3 separate regions of the Mus musculus genome follow, and all the other regions are linked to region 1. The links are chromatin contacts, called in public HiChIP or PLAC-seq and promoter capture Hi-C maps. All regions are on one chromosome and are shown on one strand. Each heading gives the region's core, a stretch centred on a gene start, on an enhancer-like site or on the middle of the called end of the contact. The rest is flanking DNA. Distances are from core to core; before and after follow the strand shown.

Region 1 (4,499 bases), core at 1,341-3,840:
GCTGTGGTCACCTGCAGACGATTAAGCCAGTTAACATTCCATATGGATAGAGGTGAGGATCACGAAGCCCCAGCCCTTCTCTGGGAAGCAAGTGCCAGTAATGAGTTGCTGGGGAGAGAGAGTAATATTCTTCAGTGGTGGGAGTAACTGGTAAATTGTCTGTGCTCTGGTAAAACAAACAGCAAACAAACAAACAAAACAACAAAACCCTGTTCATATTCGTGCATGTGACACTAAATAAACTCAGTGAGTCATTATAAAATAAAAGTAAAACATGAAAAAGTAAAATACAAGACATGGTTAAGAGAGGGCACTTAGTGGGAAGAATAAAGAATTCAGCGAGAGTGGGACATGGGTGTAAGAGGGAACAGGAGAGTGAAAACGACCAAACTATGTTATATCCATGTACAAAATTATCAAAGAATCCAGGGGCTGGAGGCATGGCTCAGTGGTTAAGACCACTGCCTGCTCTTCTGGAGGACCCGGGTTCAATTCCCAGCATCCATGAGGCAGCTCATCACTGTCTATACCTCCTGTTCTAGGGGATCTAATACCATCACAAAGACGCACAAGCAGGTAAAATTGGTAAACACCAAATGCTCATAAAATAAAAACAAATAGGGCTGGAGAGACGGCTCAGTGGTTAAGAGCACTGACTGCTCTTCCAGAGGACCTGAGTTCAATTCCCAGCAACCACATGGTGGCTCACAACCATCTATAAACCATCTATAATGGGATCTGATGCCCTCTTCTGGTGTGTCTGAAGACAGCTACAGTGTATTCATATGCATAAAATAAGTCATTCTTTAAATTTTTTTTTAAATTCAAAAAGTTATTGGGGTGGCCCCAAGAACAATGCCCTGGGTGCTGGGTAGAGAGTGTTGCCAGGGTAGAGAATGCAGGATAAGCGGTCTCAGCTCTGGTGAGAGGACAGAGTTGAACGGGCTCAGCTTGGGAGGAGGTGAATCTTCAGAAAGCATCCCTGCCCGCAAAGGGTAGGAAATAGGCATTGGAAGAAGATGATCTCAGCCAACACCACAGATGCTCACAAGTGCACTAGACCCCCCATTGCTAGAACAGCTAGGATCTTACCAGCTCATATTGAAGGTCTCCCAACTAACTTGCCCCTCCCCTGAGCTATCTGTATCTCCTGGGTGACGGCCACTACAGTCGTCGGTGATGAGGGTGACAGTTGAGCTGGGGCCCTCTGGCTTGGACATCTCCTGGGATTTTGTAGAAGTTCCCTGCCCGTTATGTGCTTGAGCAACTCTGGCGCATACTTATCCACAGTGAACATTTCTTTCAGGTAATAGGAAGACACTGTAATTTCACATAATAGTCATATCTTCAAGTAATAAATTAAAAGTTGAAGATAGCATCATTCTGATTATGCTGAGTGATTCCAAAGTAGCCTTCAAAACAAAAGGTTTTGAAAAATGCAAAAGGTTTTGACATATGCAAAAATGTCTCACTCCTTTCTCCTAGTGAGACATAAACTTTATTAAGGTAAAATAAATGATTTTATTTCTATTTTATTCATTTAATTTAATTCTGAGACAGGGCATTCATTCCTGTGTAGTTCAGTCTGTCCTGCAGCTTGCTAGCCTGCCTCAGCCTTCTAAGACAGATGGGGTTATAGGTGTGTGATTTTCTTGACTATAAGTGAAATAACATTAAAAGTCCATTCTAGTTTCTTGGAGGACCAGAAAGGAGAGTAGAGATTTGAATCATAAAGAGGAATCTCTAGGTCAGAGGAAGGTGACATTTAGCATAGAACAGCTGTACGTATCTGAGTCTTGTGGATAGCAAAAGTAATAGATTAAAAGCGTGTAATGAAGATAGCAGCATTCTGATAATGCTGAGTGACTCCAAAGTAGCCCTCAAAACAAAAGATCAGCTCATTCCTTGTGGGCATTAAGTACCCACAGCACCACCATTAACCTTTGCTCCTTGCTTTTGAATAGTTGTTGCTGTCAATACTTACACAAGCTGGGGAGCTACCATCTGCCGCTATTACTGTTTAAATTGCAGTTCCCAGCAGAAATTACATACAGCACTCAGGTACAGTTTGAGATTTGTGCTTTCGGGCTGAGCCATGTCAGTAAACTTTAGCTCCAGAGTCAGACTTCCTGTCCTCCCAAGCATTTTTTTTTTTCTTCTGACTTCCTCACCCTCACCCTGATAGGGACAGGCAAAAGGCACACAGACCTAGGCTGCCAGGGTCTGGCCCACACTTTAAAACTTTTGTACTAATTGAAACTCTGTTGAGCTTGGCAGAACTCCTTGTTTCAATCGTAGGCAAAGATTTGGAGCCTTTTCTTTTCTCTCTCTCTCCTGATTTCGGCTTCTGGAAGGAAGAGCCAGTTTGTAAGGCACAATGCCGTCTGAGGTGTAAAGAGGCAAGCTTGTAGCCAGCTATCTCTAAACAAGCTTTGAAATGCATTCTAGCATCCGGAGCCAGATCTTTGGCAAGGCAACTGTTAATGTTCTGTGGTTTTTTCCTCCCTGGGATCAATGTGACGTCACCAGTGTAATTTGAGTCCCGAGCTTTGTTCACCCTTTAAATAGCCGTCCTGGGACGATTTTTACAACAGACTCCCCTGGAAGTGCCCAAGCTGAGCCGTGGAAGACCCACATCGATGAAAGCCAAGCCAAGCCATCAAGCCACCAGCATGTCCTCGTCTCTTCGAGTAAGCCCGTCCATCCACGGCTACCACTTCGACACAGCCGCTCGCAAGAAAGCTGTGGGCAACATCTTTGAGAACATAGACCAGGAGTCCCTGCAGAGGCTCTTCAGGAACTCCGGAGACAAGAAGGCAGAGGAGCGGGCCAAGATCATTTTTGCCATCGACCAAGATTTGGAGGAGAAAACTCGAGCCCTCATGGCCCTGAAGAAGAGGACAAAAGACAAGCTTCTTCAGTTTCTCAAACTGCGGAAATATTCCATCAAGGTACACTGAGCACAGCAGGCTGGGCAAGAGCGTATCCACCAATGGACCTTTAAAGACCCAGTGAGCCTGCCAGCTCTGGCACGGGCAGTGTCCCGCGAAAAGGCTTGAGAGCTTCCTCCGACAGGACCCCGAGGATGGAAAGGGACATACATAACTCACCAGCTACACAGACTTGCAACTCATTGCAGCCCTGAGCTGTCCCACTGGGAGCCAAGTGCCTTCAGCAGGCGTTGAGAACTCTCACAGCAGGAAAGGACATAGCCTGAGAGGATGGAGGCACTGACCAGAACACTGCGTTTGTGGGGACTGAGTGCACGCACCCAGGGCCGTTGGCAAGGCCCTAAGACTAAACTCAAACCTAACTTGGTTTTTGTTCTTGTTGTTCGGTTTATTATTTTGTTTTCTTTTTTCTTTTCTTCCTTTTTTCTTTTTTTAAATATTGAAGTGGGGAGGGAGGGAAGAGAAGGAATATGAAGCATAAGTGGTTTACTGAAGTTTTGTGTGTTTTTTTTTTTAAATCTGAATGTTTAAAAATGTGGCTAAATCTCCGTGCTGTTTATTGGTCAAGATTTTTAGAGATCAGTAATTGTCTGCTTGCATTGAATACAATGGCTAAGACAGTGCACCCCCTGCTGTTAAAGTCAAAGAACTGGATGCCTGGCCCAGCCCAGTAAAACCCCACAGCATGGGCTATGTTTCTACAGGATTTGTACACACTTCAAAATGGTTTGCACAAAGCTGAAATAATGGGGCCCTTCATAAATCCGAAGGACTGTGAACAACTTTCGAATGTGCTTTTTAAAACTCTCTGACTAATGCTAAAATCTAATCTAATTAAATGTCCTCCAGACACTGTAGTAAGCATTAGGAAATGAATATGGGGGATTTTAGAAGGATGCTGTGGGTTTTTTAAAATTATTTATTATGCATTGTAAGTGATACATAGCCCTAATAAATTATTATCAACTTAGCTTCTCTTTGCTCTGTGGTGATCCGTCCCCAAGGGAAAAATATAGGATGGTAAATTTTGATCATTGTAAACTTTTCTAGGGGTTGACTCTAAATCTTCCAGAGTAGCTTTATGCTGATTGCCAAACTTTTCCAAAACAAGTTACAGCGCCAAGTGTCTACAGAGCCTTCTCCCCGCCCCCATTTTAAACTTCATGGCATAGAGTTTCCCACAGAGTAATTTGGCAATATTGCTTTTATATATCCATAATCTATCTTCATTTTTCGTGAAATTTCTCCTCTGTCACTACAGCAGATACATACCCATTTATTTCTTCCTAAACGGTATGTTTTGAAGTTCGAGTGAATTATGATGAAGTTTCTGTGGGTCATTATAACATTAATATCTCTCTCCTTATTCCAGTATAATTTATAATAAAGCATTTCTAAAAAGGCATAAGCCAATGCCCACTGTGCTTTCTTAATAGAAAGGCAAAAAAAAGTTTCCAGAAATTCAGCAAAGCTACCAAGTTTTCTCTTTTAAGTTTTTCTTTTTTGTTGTTGTTGTTTGTTTGTTTTTTTGGTTTGGATTTTTGTTTT
Region 2 (4,499 bases), core at 1,361-3,860, 1.1 Mb after region 1:
AGGCAAAGGACACATCAATAGATGTGCAGCCCACAGAACGGTAAAAGATTTCACCAAGTCCACATCCAACAGAGGGCTAATATCCAAACTATATAAAGAACTCAAGAAACTAGACATTAGGAAACCATATAACCCAATTAAAAATGAGATGCAGATCTATACAGAGAATTCTCAATAGAGGACTCTCAAGTGGCTGAGGAACACCTAAATGTTCAACCCCCTTAGTCATCAGGAAAATGTAAACCAAGACAACTCTGAGGTTCCATCTTAACATCTGTCAGAATGGCTACAATCAAAACCAAACCAAAACAAAGCAAAACAGAGCCGGGTGTGGTGGCGCACGCCTTTTAATCCCAGCACTCGGGAGGCAGAGGCAGGTGGATCTCTGAGTTCGAGGCCAGCCTGGTCTACAAAGTGAGTTCCAGGACAGCCAGGGCTATACAGAGAAACCCTGTCTCGAAAAACCAAAAAAAAAAAAAAAAAAAAAAAAACAACAACAAAAAAAACCACAAGTGACATTTCACACCGGTGAAGATGTGGAGCAAGGGGACACTCCTCCATTGCTGGTGAGAATGCAAACTTGTACAGCCACTACTGAAATCAATTTGGCAGTTCCTCAGATAATTGGAATCAATCTACCTCAAGACCCAGGTATCCTACTCTTGGGCATATACCCAAAGGATACCATATTCTACCACAAGGACACATGCTCAGCTATGTTCATTGAAGCTTTATTTATATTAGCCAGAACCTAGAAACCTAGACATCCCTAAACCAAAGAGTGGATAACGAAAATGTGATAAATTTACACAATGGAGTATTACTCAGCTGTTAAAAATATATACCATGAAACTTGCAGGCAAATTGATGGAACTAGAAAAAAAAAATTCATCCTGAGTGAGGTAACCCAGACCCATAATGACAAGCATGGTGCGTACTCACATATAAGTGGATATTAGCTGTAAAATAAAGGCTAGCCATCCTACAATCCACAGACCCAGAGGCACTAAGTAAGAAGAAGGGTTCAGGGGAGATGCATGAATTGCCCTGGAAAGGGAAAATAGAATAGATTTTCAATACGGACTCCAAGTTCAGATCAAAAAGAATCAAACACGTGAAATATAGTCTTTACTACAAAGAAGTAATTATAAACGTGGGCATATTTAAACATATGGGGAAAATTAGTGTATTCTACACAAGTACTTAGAGGCTGCTTTTGCTAAAAGGGTCCATCTATTTCTTGGGCCTCAGTATAAATAAAAAACGAATGACCTGGTATCTCTGTTGTCATTTTGCCCGGGACTTTGGCTGAAGGCACAGAGGTGTTTTTATCTTTTTCTTCTCCAGTCACCTTGAATTCCAGGATGAGCGCCCATCCCACCCTTACTCCACCCCCCAACCCCAACCAACCCACCCTCACATCCCCCAAAACCAGGAAGAACACCTATCCTACCCTCAGCCCTCCACCCCCACCCCCCCACCTCCTCCCCACCCACCCCCACCCCCCACCCCCACTCCCGTCCAGATGAGGATGCTTAGCCCTTAGAGATTGACAGATGACAACTCAACAGCCCACCAGCCCCTGTCAGGACCACACGATTTAAACCTAACCCTCATGTCAGGACCTTCAGGGTGGGCTGGAGCACCAGGGTCACTCTCTTCCATTTTCCATGTGACTTCTCTCCTCTCTCTTTAGCTGAAATAGTGGGTTCGGTGTGGCCAAGGCTAGCCTATTGAGGCTACCACAGCCTGGGCTTTGCCTTAAAAGGCACCACACACACAGAGCAAACTTGGGGATCAGATACATCGTTGCCCAACCCCTTGGCTGGTGGACTTGGGCTGTCAGATTGTGGAGGAAACATTTGAAGTAGATGCTAGCTTTTAGTTGTTGGTTGTTTTTGTCTTTGTTTTGTCTGAGGTTTTCCTGGGAGCTGTTTGTTTGCTTTGCTGCACTGCAGGAGTTCAAATCCAGGGCCTTGTGCTCGCTGGGCAAAGGCTCTCCCACTGAGCTATTGAAGTAGAGTTTAACTAATTACTCTGGACATGAAGATTTTTCGTAATGGTCAAATCTGTAACGTTGGCTTTTAAAATATTGTCTATGTAATTTCTCTCTTTTTGTTGTTGTTACTGTCCAAATATGTCTTTAATTTTTAACTTATTAACAACAAAGGGGGGCAAGCTGTGGCCAAATCTCTTCTGAGATTTCCTTTTTTTTTTTTTAAATAAAATACAATTACATCGTTGTCTCCTTTTCATATGTATGTATTTCTAAATATATAAATACTACTTGCTCTTAACCTCAGAAAACCTTTTAACTTCTGAAAAGAGAAAGAAGCAAATCCATGTCGTGTCCTGTGGGGATCCAATCTCCTGCAGTCTTAGAGAGGAAAGGCCACTCCTGATGCCTGCTGCTGGACCGCTAGGGACTCCATCAAAAGCATTTCTCAGCAACAGCCTGGGCCATGGAGCCTCAGGCCTGCTTGCAGTGAAAGCAAAACTCAGGATTCCGAGGAAACTAACAGGTATTTTAGAACCTCCCTGGCAGAGAGGGCTGAGCCTGATTGGGGCGGTTCTGAAGAACAAAGCAGCCTTTGCCAGAGCCCTAGTTGGGGCCCTGGGCTGTGAAAGACCCCTGATAGACATGCAAATAGGAAAGGGGGCCTGAATAGCCTGCCATCCCGGCCTGGGAGATAGCACAGCACATGCCCCAGCCAAAAATAACGGTTGCTGTAAGGATCTGTGGGTCAGGCTGAACTGTGCCATTGAACACTTCGCTTTAAAGCGCCTCCGCGATTCTGAAAGGCAATCACGCACTCAGTAGCTTGCCTTAGTTAATTGGGCCGAGGTCTCATCAGCTAATCAGGGAGAGCCTGAAAACTATTATTGGTTACAAAAAAAAAAAAAAAAAAAAAAAAAAAAAAAAAAAAAAACAACTCTTTACGGATAAAAGTGGTTTTTTAAACATTGTTTTTATTTTTAGAGAAAAAAAATCACTATAACTCAAACTTCTGAATTCACAACCTATGGGAAGGAAATAGGTAAGATTTTTATAGAGACTTCAGTAATTCACCTGAGCAAGGTTCAACTGTCAAGATAAGTAGTTAAATTTATGAAATGAACGTGTTAGGAGCCCTCCGCAACACTCCAGCGCTCCCTGAGGGTCTTGTCTTGGGGAACACACAGGATGGCCGGTGTCCCATGCTCCTTCAATAGGCTGAGCCCTGAGAAACAGCAACAAAAGCCCACTGATGGGCCCTGGTCACAGTCCGGAGGAGTCGCTTCTCAGAGAGCAAGGTAGCAGGCTGTGCCAAACCTTCCTTCCTTTCTAGACAGGCTTCGGTATGGGGCTGTGACCGGCCATTCACAATCGTTAGCACAAGAAAAACACCTCATAGCACACGTTTCTTATCTCTAGCTAAAGGTTTGCTTGCTTCCTTGCTCTGGTGCTTGGTGGGATACAGAGTAGTTATCTGAGAACTGTATCGGTTCCTGTCTTAAATAAAGATATAAAAGTAACTGTCGCTACAAAGAAGGGAAACAGAATTGAGTCATATGCAACAGGTTAGCTTAAGGATAGCCCCAGAAACTGGGGGCAACCTGGGTTAACCTGGGCCAGTTCCTCCTTCTCAGTAAGGCAACCTCCCCCGCACCCCTTGCTGCCTGTAGCTCCAGATAGAGTTCTCAGCTACGTTTCCAGTACCATGACTGCCTTTACGTGACCATGTTCCCCACCATACTAACGAACTAAACCTCTGAAACTGTAAGCAAGACCCAATTAAATGCTTTCCTTTGTAAGAGTTGCTGTGGTCATGGTGTCTCTTCACAGCAATAAAACCCTAACTAAGACACTATGTTTTCTTCTAGAAGTTTCGGTGTTTTCAGGTTTCGGATTTAGGTCTTTGACTCACTTGGAGTTTTCGAGTTCGTTTTTTTTTATGCACGGTGACAGATAGGAGTCTAATTTCATTCTTCTGCTTATGGGTATCCATCTTTCTTTTTTAAAAATGAAATGGCTGTAGTTATATGTACTCATGTGTGGGTCTTTGCTTTGTCCCATAGATTGCTGTCATGTCTGTTTTTATGTCAGTATCATTGGTTGTGGTTATTGTTGTAGTTTGAGGTTTTTTTTTTTTTTTTTTTTTAACATAGCTTAAAATATGGAATGATAATTCCCCTTTGCTCTGTTATTTTTGCTTTTGGCTATCAGGGCCTTTTGTGCTTCCAGATGAGTTTTGGGGTAGTTTTCCCCTCATTTCTATGAAGAATGAGTTGGGAGTTTTAATTAGAATTGCATTGAATCTGAAAAGAGCGTCTGGTAGAGTAGTCACTTCCATAATATTGTCAGTCCATTTGCATTGTATATCTTGCCATTCTTCCTGAATCTCTTAATTCAGAGTTTTGAAGTTTCCACCATAGATGTCTTTCACATCCTTGGTTAGGTTTATTCCTAGATATTTTTACTTTCTTTGATGCTGTCTGTGAATGCAAGCGTGTCCATT
Region 3 (4,499 bases), core at 1,239-3,738, 1.0 Mb after region 1:
ATGAGCACAGAGAGGTCCATCTGCCTCCTTGAGGGCAGAGGATTCAGAGGGAGGCATGAAATTAGACTCTTGGGTGGGAAGAGGAAGCAGGGGAATGGAGACTTCTGGGATCACCTAGCTCTTTCTCACCTTAGAACATTCAGGATCTGTCTCTACCCAAGAACAGCCTTTTATCAGATCCTTCTAATAGTTACAGCGTTACAGGAAAAGCCAGTGTCCCACCAGAAAGCTATAATTTGTCCATAAAGCCCTTTTGCTTTTTAACTATAGTCAGACCACTGAATTGTTTAACACACAGTCTAAAGCTACGTAAATAACAAATTCCCAAACAGAGTCACTTGGCCCTAACACGGGCTTTCCACACTCTGCATTAACTCCTCTGGTGGGAAGGAGTTTACAACAGTTTGGGTCCATCCAAAAACTATATATCTGGCTGTTAAGTCCCTTAAGTCCTTAAGTCCCTGCGAAGTCTTCATGTGCTTCATCCTGCAAGGCCACTTTTACTGCTATCGCTATGTCCCCTGAAAGGAGAATATGTTCTCTGTGGAGGATGGAATGCTCCACATTCTGCATGGCCTCGACTCATTTGAATTCCCAGCTTTGGGTTTTATTTCCATCCCCCTCCCATGGAAACTGTCGCCTCGCAACTAATGGGGATTTCACACAGGAGTCTAATTTCCCTGTCTCCCCAGATGCAGCTCAGTGTGTGAGCGGGGGCTCTCTACGCTCTGCTCCCCAGATTCCAGAAGTTGGTGGACCATCTATGCACGGTGCCCCAGGGTGTGAGCTGGATCCTCTGGAGAAGAGGGAACCTGGAGATGGATTGCATGATCCCTGACTCCAGAAGGTCTCTCAGTGAGGGGGAGGAGAGATGCATGCAGAGATAAGAAGGGAAACAGAACTCACAACATGATGTCATAGGGCAGGTAGAGATGGGAAGCTGAGCCCGAGGAGATACCACAGTCAGCATCACAGCTTGGATCTTACATGCCCCAAAGCCTATGTGCTAAATGCTTGGTCACCAGCCTCTACTGAGAAAGAGTAGAGCCTTTGGGAAATAGGCCTACTGGAAGGAAATGAGGTCACTGTGTATATGCCTGTGATGATGATATTGGGTGCCTCTCTCTCTCTCTCTCTCTCTCTCTCTCTCTCTCTCTTCCTCTCTCTCTTTTTCTGTCTCTCTTCCTCTCTCTCTCTTCCTCTCTCTCTCTTCCTCTCTCTCTCTCTCTCTCACACACACACACATACACTCACACATTCATACATGTATATGCACACAGATGCATACAAGCACAGGCACACACATACACATGCACACGCACACATGTATATACATACACAGGTACATACATACACATGGATATACAATAACATGCACAGACACTCATGCACATACACACATATACATGCACATGCATATACACACATGCACACGTGCACATACAAGCACACACGCATTCACACACATAGGCACATAGACACATGCACACACACAAGCATGTGCACACACATATGTGCACACACAGGCATATACACACGTACACACAGGCACACACACTGCACACATGCCCACATGCCCACATCCACAGGCACACATTTGTGTTGCTTGTTTGTTCCTCACCAAACTGTTCTAAAGAGCAGGTTTTCATTCTGGTTCTTTATAAGACAGAGTCAGGTACCTCCAAGGGCAAATTCACCGATAATAAGGGAGGGGACAAAGGACAAGAAATGAGATAGTGCTGATGTCCAGAAAAGAAGTGCGAGCTCTAAGGAGTGAGCTCATCCAGCCTGGGGTCAGGAAAGTCACATTTCCAACCCAGGGTCCTGTTAGGAAAGACACTGGAGCCAGCCGGACCCTCCAGCTTTCCCTCCTCCTTGGGCATAGTTTTCCACCCAGGAAGGTTCTGGGTGCAAGCCTAGGTTTGAAAAGCTGAATAGGGGCAATGGCTCTCACGGCCTCATTCGTTACACTTAAGGCCCGATGTGACAAGCCAGGCACCCATCCCGAAGCCCTTTTCTTCTGTCCTTCATGTTTGTCCTGGTCTGGTTATAACTGGCCTTAGAAAAAAAATGTGCTATGTCCCTGCCCCCAGGCTTCCTGGAAGAGCCATGTGTCTGGTGGTTAGGAACAGAAGACAAGGGGTTCGTGGGCTCAGCTGTGTAACTGTTGACTGTCCTCTGAAGAAATGGGGTATTAAAAAAGTCCAGGGCCCAGGCAGGAGCCACATGTCCCATGTCATAGAAGCCACCAGCTACCTCCAGCATCCACTTGTCTCCATCCCACAGGCATCTCTGGCCCTCTTGCCAGGCCTTCGGTCACTCTCTGCTCCTCTTTTTGTCCCCACTTCACGGTCCCACCAGCAGTGCTGCCCCATGGCTGTTTTTTTCAGGGCTCCTCTCTAGTGCTAGAGGGGGTCTGTGCAGGGCTGGAGTAGGGTTGGGGGAGGGATCTGGAGGAATGCGGCCCTCCCCCCCAGCACCCAGTGAGAGCTGTATGCATAATAGAATACATTAGCCCCACTATTCAGCCCAGCCTCTTTAAGAACAATGGTGACAACTGAGCTGACTTTTGCCAAATGACTGGTTTTCTTCCACTCCGGAGCAGAGTGGAGCTGGCCAGACAAAGTCCATCCTCCATGCTTCCGAGCGTCTTGGATGCTGGGGACCAGGGGACGGGCTTTCTCCTGGACCCTTGCGCTTGACATGGACACTAACCATTAGTCTTCCCGCGGCAGAGACACAGGGGTTGAGAGGCGGGGAGGGGCTGCCACTCAGAAAATGGGCAGAAAGAGAGCATGTATTTAACACAAGCTCTCCGGCACCAGTGGTGGGCTCTAGTGGCTTTTATTATCTAGTGGTTTTACGGAAGAAAAAAAAAAAAGATCCATGTGGCTGCTAGGAGGGAACATGCTGTCACATGTGAGGCCGCAAGACACCTGCCTCATGGAAGAACACAGCTGGGTAAAAGAGTTCAGCTTCTAAGTGTAAGGACCTGCATGCCCTTGGGCAATCTCTTCACTCCTCTCTAGTCCTGGTTCTTCCTGTAGGAGGAAACTTGGCTGGGTAGGCTGAGACCCTTCACACCTTGACACCTGATGTTAAAAGAACGGTTACTCTACAGTAAAGATTCTCTTTACCATCCTAACAGAAAACCGTTCGGAAAAAAACCGGAAAGCCCCCCAAACAAAGCGAATGTTTAGTGATTGCTACAGTCATTGGCAAAGATGGCCGGGGACAGAGGAGAGCTGATGCCAGAAACAGAGTTAACTTCTTGGACATTTAAAAAAAAAAATGAATTACCATAGCTCCCAGGTTAAAACTGAAGACAGGCGGGTGACCAGGTAGGCACGGCCATGAAGACATGCTGTGTGTCTCTTTTCCCATACAGAGCCCACTGACCCTTGACTTTCTCTTCTGCCATGGATACAATTAGCACCTTATAAACAAAACCAGGCTCACAGTCCTAGGCTTTTAGCACCTAACTTTCCTCCCTCCCTCTTCCCCCCCCCCACCCTTTCCTCTCTTCGGTCTTCTCTGCTCCTACTCCCTCTCCTCTTCTACCCACTCCACCCCCAGCACCAGGGAAACCAGGATCTCCCGCATTCACAGCATTCATGTATGCTAAGCAAGCACCCCACTGCTTCCAGCCCTGTGTTTTCTTCTGAGACATTACATAATCAGCATTGATACTTTTAAGACTTTCTCCCTGTTTGTTTGTTTGTTTGTTTGTTTGTTTGTTTGTTTGTTTGTTTTTAGTGGTCCTGGGAAAGTCATCCCAAACCCTTAAAGATCTGACCTAGAAAGCAGGGCATCTTGGGAAAGAAACTCTCCCAGCTTCCCTCAGACATCCCCACTCGGCGAGGCCTCTCCCCTCTCCATCATGGAGACACCTTTTCTTGCTTTCCTTCCCACATTTTCTGATTCCCTTAGGTACCACAGGTTGGCTCTCTTATTCAGTCTACCTTCCAACACTGCCAACACAAAACAGCTTCCCAAGGCCAGAGATTACAGTTAGCTGTTTCTCTATCCCATAAAACAGTGCTCTAGCATGTAGGAAACTCAATAAATAACATTGCAGAATGAATAAAGGAATAAGTAGATGATTTTACAAGTGCTGTTTGGAGAAAGCGTACTACAGATGTGCATATCATGAGATTTGGACATTCTCAGAAAGAAATCTGAGAGGAGAACGTGAAAAGAAGAAAAGCTGTCCCCCAAGGTATGGGGGGAAGTCCCCTAAAGTGTTTACTACTTCTGGACCCTGAGCTCTTCTTCCATTTTCTTCATTTTGTATAGTTCCTACAATGACTATATAGGCTACTTTTGTAAATAAGGTAAAAGAGGAAGTCCTAATTTTTGAAAAAGAAGACAGATTGGCTGCACAGAATCAACCCAGGGCACAGAGAATAACTCGAGGCTCTTAAGGCTCAATTACACAGCTTCTTAAATATCCTCCTTCATTTTAAGCATTGGGTGGATATTGCAAAAGATCTAGGCTT

What was found. Promoter capture Hi-C pulls out the DNA fragments that hold promoters and counts their contacts. HiChIP or PLAC-seq counts read pairs in DNA pulled down with a chosen protein or histone mark.
Region 2: a promoter capture Hi-C map of embryonic stem cells shows a contact between it and region 1, with 3 times the contacts expected there. The contact joins the enhancer-like site here to the promoter of Tcim in region 1. A contact is called at or near these places in 11 of 39 promoter capture datasets (the 3T3-L1 cell line, 3T3-L1-derived adipocytes, the HPC-7 cell line and 7 more), 2 of 115 datasets of contacts at active chromatin or transcription factors (astrocytes and embryonic stem cells) and 1 of 9 other capture datasets (embryonic stem cells).
Region 3: an H3K27ac HiChIP or PLAC-seq map of embryonic stem cells shows a contact between it and region 1, with 9 times the contacts expected there. The contact joins the enhancer-like site here to the promoter of Tcim in region 1. A contact is called at or near these places in 5 of 39 promoter capture datasets (the C10 cell line, embryonic stem cells, frontonasal cranial neural crest and 1 more), 3 of 115 datasets of contacts at active chromatin or transcription factors (differentiating embryonic stem cells and embryonic stem cells) and 1 of 9 other capture datasets (embryonic stem cells).

The regions. Positions count from the first base shown.
Region 1 is chr8:24,437,037-24,441,535 of GRCm38.p6, reverse strand. It overlaps Tcim (transcriptional and immune response regulator), which reads left to right and starts at 2,590. Exons shown (of 1, transcript NM_026931.3): 1 at 2,590-4,364. The coding sequence starts at 2,640. The coding sequence ends at 2,960.
Region 2 is chr8:23,359,147-23,363,645 of GRCm38.p6, reverse strand. No RefSeq gene overlaps it. Among named protein-coding and RNA genes, the nearest start is that of Gm30370, 43 kb to the left of the region's middle. Within about 2 kb of position 2,610, at least 40 of the 459 cell types and tissues checked have an H3K27ac peak or open chromatin away from gene starts, as enhancers often do. A contact at or near this core is called in embryonic stem cells and stem cell-derived epiblast-like cells, where this site is marked.
Region 3 is chr8:23,397,585-23,402,083 of GRCm38.p6, reverse strand. The region is part of intron 1 of Gm30370 (a long non-coding RNA gene); the gene reads left to right. Among named protein-coding and RNA genes, the nearest start is that of Gm30370, 4.5 kb to the left of the region's middle. Within about 2 kb of position 2,488, at least 20 of the 459 cell types and tissues checked have an H3K27ac peak or open chromatin away from gene starts, as enhancers often do. A contact at or near this core is called in differentiating embryonic stem cells and embryonic stem cells, where this site is marked.